Linked DNA regions of Anser cygnoides: region 1 is linked to region 2. The links are chromatin contacts, called in public Hi-C maps. All regions are on one chromosome and are shown on one strand. The core of a region is the stretch at or near the end of the contact, and the rest is flanking DNA. Distances in the headings are between cores, read along the strand shown.

What was found. Hi-C and Micro-C count contacts between places; a contact is called where the count stands out from the background.
Region 1: a Hi-C map of liver shows a contact between it and region 2, with 6 times the contacts expected there. The contact joins two enhancer-like sites. A contact is called at or near these places in 2 of 7 Hi-C or Micro-C datasets (both in liver).

The regions. Positions count from the first base shown.
Region 1 is chr15:11,450,841-11,453,540 of Taihu_goose_T2T_genome, reverse strand. All of the region lies in intron 4 of FAM234A (family with sequence similarity 234 member A), which reads left to right. Among named protein-coding and RNA genes, the nearest start is that of FAM234A, 10 kb to the left of the region's middle. Within about 2 kb of position 1,395, at least 1 of the 3 cell types and tissues checked has open chromatin away from gene starts, as enhancers often do. A contact at or near this core is called in liver, where this site is marked.
Region 2 is chr15:11,217,025-11,219,724 of Taihu_goose_T2T_genome, reverse strand. The region is part of intron 11 of NPRL3 (NPR3 like, GATOR1 complex subunit); the gene reads left to right. Among named protein-coding and RNA genes, the nearest start is that of MPG, 22 kb to the right of the region's middle. Within about 2 kb of position 1,349, at least 2 of the 3 cell types and tissues checked have open chromatin away from gene starts, as enhancers often do. A contact at or near this core is called in liver, where this site is marked.

The DNA of each region.
Region 1 (2,700 bases), core at 146-2,645, 230 kb before region 2:
GTTCTTCATTGTCTTGCCTAAAGGGGGAAGGGTGAGGGTAAAGAGTGCCTGTACTTCTCTAGGAACAGGGCAGTGATCATCCGTTACGCCTTGAACCTTCCTCTCTGAGGAAGACTGAAATTCATTTCCATTTGGGGGGTCACTGTTTCAAAGGTTATAAACAATGCATGTTCTCTCTTGGAAACGTGCCTAGGATCCTCCCCTCTGTATCCAATAGCGCATCCCTTACACCCTGTTTTCCAAAAGCAGAGAGAGAGAAATAGCAAGAGAAAAAGCTGGAAAAAGGGATCTGAGGAAAAGCTGCTACAGCTTTTAATTTCCATTGTAGCTGGAATGAACAACACACACACAACTGGAAAGCTTCTGTACCAACTGAGATATCTTAGCACCATTTCCTTCATCAACAGGCTTTAGCACGGGCTATTTATAGACATTAATGAAGTAGTTGCTTTTAGGTCAAAATATAGATAGGTGACTGCTGAGCCAAAGCCGTGTAACTGAAGGCAACCACAAAGAAATAGCACAAGCACGTAGAGAAACAACCAGGCTGAGCCACAAGTCACAGGAACAATGTGGTAGGAAAACATTCCACAGATAAATTAAAAGCAACAGATGAAAAATTGATCCCAATAGAAAGATGAATAACCCAGCGGTTGACATATTTGGTACCTTTTTGCTGTGGCTTTAAGTAGGTTAAAAGGGGTTTCCTAGTGCAGTTGACTTTTGCTATGGGTTAGGAGGGCAGATCAGAATAAAATATCAGGTTAAACCTATTTAAAGTGGCAAAGTCTGACTTTCATCGTGTTGTACTACTAATAACAGTAGCCAGATTAATCTTTAGCTGTTAATGATTCACCATGGAGGATTGGTGAGATTCCAGGGATCTCTACCTTTAGTCTCCGCCTGTAGGATTTTTGATCTGAAGATGCAGATAGAGTTAGTGCTTTTCTGTCAATCCAAGTTGTATCAAATTTGGCCTTCTTCATTGCCAGAATAAGTGACCTGAGCAAACAAGAAGGAAAGCATAGCTATTGCATGCTTCTGTCTGTGTGGGACATTTAACATTCCTTCATGTGAAGATAAACAAGCCAGCTGGGACACAGGAGTTCAAGATTAGCTTTTTCAGGTCAAAGCAGAGGTCTGTGTAGCTGGGTATTCTGCCTCTGCCGTGGCCAGAAGCAGCGTTCAGAGGAAGAGCATGGGAGTGTGTGGTGACCGCTTCTGTCTTTACCTTGTCCTCTGGTAGCTTGCGCTGTGAACCCTGTGAGCAGTTCTGGTCCTCGCTGATCTCCAAAGGGATGTGGCAGAAAGGGGACCACTATGATCAGATGTCTGAAATTTCTTCCGTGCAAGAAAGCACTAAATAAACCAGAAGTCTTCAGCCAATGTGTGACAGGCAGAAAGCTGTCTATGAAATTATGAGCGATATGTAAAAGAACAGGGAATGGTTCTTTCACGTCACAGTTCTTTGCTCAGTGGTTCTTTTATCCAGCAATAGGTTCAGAAAGCAACAACAACAAAAGGGACTAGCTCTGCACATCCACTATATGTTGAGGGCCAGGAACTTAGAGGTGTTTAGTAAACATGTGGGCAGCGACAGAAGAGTTTTAGCACTGCTCAGTGCAAGACACCTGCCTTTGGCTCCGGTAGCCTGTGAGCTGCAGACTGTTACACTCGGGGGCAGCAGGGAGTTTGGTTCCTTGGAGTGAGAGCTGAACTCAGTCATTGACATTTTGAAGTCCTAATTTTATTATTCCTTCCAGACCGAAAACAGAACAAAACCCTTCACCCATATTGGATTTCTTGTCTAATTTCTATCTTGGTTTATGTTGCCATGCTTTTGCAATGGTCTTGGACTCTGAGGAAGTATCGTAGCATTCCAGATGGCTGCCAGAATAGTCAGATCTCCTGTTAATAGGGCAAGGTGGGATTGGATTCACAGTTCATGCTCTTTGGGAATTGTGTTAGAGCATGAAAGGTTCTTAAGTTCTTTGTGTTAAAGCTGTCTCAGTTACCTGTATGTGTTTGTTAAATCAGACTTCTTTTTTTTCCAGAGAGTAAGAGACCTTCCTCCAAAATCATTTTCCCTGTCTAGCCAGCAAATAATAAAGCATTATGCATTGCAATATGGATTTCAGCAGCCTGATTTTACTGTTGCAGCTTTGGACTACGCTGAAGCCAGGATATATTTTTTTAAAACTTAAGTTATCTTCATAATTTGTCTGCTTGTTTTTTTCAGGGGTAAAATTCTTTGCCTTCACATGATTTCCTAGGGGCATTCTTCTGTTTCATATCTGTTGTCATAGTAACAAATCCAAGTATCTTTTTTTCAGTGTTTCAGTAAAAGCTTTGATGGGATCACACCGGCAATACAGCCTGCCTTAAATTATTGCAGACAGCGTAGGGTAGTAATTCCTTGTCTTTCAGTACAACTGCCTTCATGACAAAGAACATGATTACTTTGCATTCCTGAACTGCTGATGGCTGTGTAGGATACTGTTTAAAGGGGAGGGTAAGCATTTCCCTTCTGAGCACCTAGATAGACACTTAAGTCTTCCTTGAAAAGAAAGGAAAAAAAACACCACCAGTCTCCTCTCTCAGCAAACTGTGCTGCAAATTCTCCTGGTGGTGTCTGGAAAGTCACCAGCAGCCCTGGGCAGAGTGTATCTGAGTAAAGCCAAAGCTCTGACACCTACATTT
Region 2 (2,700 bases), core at 100-2,599:
CTGTCTTATGTCATTGTACTGGGCACTTCCCTCTGCCCTGCCTATGCTAGTGGTTTATTCCTGTGTAACACCAAAATGAGCTTTCAGTTCACTCCTCCTTTCTTAATTGCTGTATTTTCCAGGTAGGAGTTGCCTGGGACAGATGAAGTGAGGCATTTCCCAGAGCTCTGGCTTGCAGGCATGCACACGGACACAGGCGCATGCATGCGTGAAGGAGCCCAACACAGAGTTACTTGGCTCGGGTCAGTCAGGACAGATGGGAACCAGGAGCAAAGCGTGGGGCTCATCAAGCCTGACCACTGACTTCTGTGGTGCACACGCCTGAGCATGTTGTCCATGTATATGTCATGTTAGAGGCAAATGATACATTAGTGAGGGAGAGCGGCCATCAGACTGAAAGAAATTATTCCCTTCTACCTGGTGCTGCACCTGGAAAACTCTCTCGTTCCCCTCTCTCTCCTCCCCCCAGGTCATGAAGAGCATGGTGAAGGTGGAGATGGGCCCGTGCTGGCTGCTGGGTTGGGGTCTGGGGCATGGGACAGGCGGGGAGGCTCATTCAGATGGGGCTTATTCAGGCCAGCAGAGCGGAGGCTGAGGGGGATCCAACGCCTGCCTGCAGCACTTTGGAGGGCACTTACAGCAGATGATGGAGCCAAACTCTTCTCATTACTGGCAGACGGTTAAACGAGGGGCAGCAGCATCAAGTTGCAGCTTGGTAGATTCTACTTCGACGTTAGGGAAAACTTCTCCAGGAGGGCGATGCTGCCCAGGACAGATTACCCAGGTATGAGGGAGGATCACTACCCTTGGAGAGTTACAGAGCTTGGGCAGAAAAATCTACAGTGTTGGCAATTCTCCAGCTGGGACAGGAGGCTGGACTAGGCCTTGGAGGTGACTTCCAGCCAGCGTTTTTGTGATATTCTTTAATATCCTCTCTAGCTTTTATTGGAATGGAAACTATTTCATCTTGACCAGTTACAAATCCAGACTCTTTTTGAATATAGGATGGATGTATTTATTGGAAAACTCCTACTTAGTTTGCGTTGCTGTTGAAAGCCAGGTCGCAATCATTCACACATAAGTCAGTTGTGCCAGGGGATGAGAGTTTGGACAGTCACTGTGAGCAGCTTTGTAGGAGGGAGAGAATACGGAGCTTTTAAAATCTTTAAAGTGACTTTCTGAATAGTGACACAAGTTAGGGGAGGAGGAGCTTTGGCCAGGGACAGATAGCAACATAGTGCCCAGACAAGGCTAGACAGCATTTGATTCGTCTTGGAAAATCACAGCAAATAAATCTGGGCCAAAATGAAATGGAGAATTCTAGAAAGCAGTCCTTCTGGGGGAAGAATCTGGTAGAAGAGATAGGTAGTCATTTTTAGAAAGAAAAGGATGTTAACCCCCTAGCTAGCTAAAATGTGAGCATGAAAAGAAAAAAATCCAAGATCAGTAAGTGTTTTCAAAAATCACCATTAATACTTCAGGCAATGGTGCGTTTTTGACGCACACAACCCCCGCTTTGCCTGCTAATGGCCACTTTTCAGTGTGCTGGTTACCATCGACTGGGGGAAGGAAGCTGATTAGCCTAATTTAAATGCCCCGTGGGAGATACTGCAGGAGGCCAATGCACTCCACAGATAGGGGAAATGTAAATATGACTGGAGCCCGTTGTTTGTTTGCACTGCAGACTTAGCAATTATGTTCTACATAACGGTGCCAACTTGAGAGCTGGCAGATGTACATCAAAGCAGAAGGGAGCGTGTGCAGCGTGTTGTGCTTGCACTGCATGCTCATTTTGCTGGGGAACTGCACACCCCCAGGCTGTCTGCAGGGACGAGGCAGCTGAGGTACCCTGCAATGAGCTTACCCATGGCCGGGGAGTGTGAGGAGGGTGATGGGAGCAAAGAGAAATGACAGGAGACTGGAGGTGACCGATAACTTAAAACCACGTGTGTGTGGTATACAGGGAGGCTGTGACGAAGGGAGACTCGTTGCATACAGACTCCTTTCCAGGTGGCCGTGAAGGGTGGTGGGGTGACAGGAGTGCCCAGCCTGAAGAGCAGAAGACAACCAGGCAAGCTTCAGTCCTTCAGTGAAAGCAGGAGAGGCCCCGTCCTACCATCACCTGAATATAGGCAGGAATGCTTTAAGGGATATTTGGCATCTTTCAGGGGCCGTTCCTGCATGAGGACTGTATGAACGAATTGGAAAACAGATCTTGTCATCTCCACTCATTTTTACTGTCAGTTGGCATAAAGCAGCCGGCCAGTATATTCCTAAACTGCAGATGGGTATGGAAACATGAGCAAAAGCTGATGAATTCCAGAGCAGAGCATGTGATGTATAACACATGGAGATGCACATCTTTATGTTTAACTGGAGAAATGATTCTGGCGTACGTGTTTGGGCCTTGGCTAGTGGGAGTAGTTTGAGTGATGTGCAGCATGGTTCCTTCATTTGGGAGGTTGTTAAGGCAATTAAGAGGCTGTGCAGCAAACCTGAGCTTTATCTGAAGGGCTGGCTTGGTGGTTCTGCTCTGACGGGTCTCGGGGGAGCAGCAGCTCCTCCGCCATCAGGGACTTGCTGCAGTGAAGAGCCTGCAGTTTGTCTGACCCTGCTGTGACTGACTGCGCAGGGCCGAGGTGAGCTGATGTTTGTGCAGCATGTCGGTGCCCAGCAAAGGGATATCTGTACTGACTGACG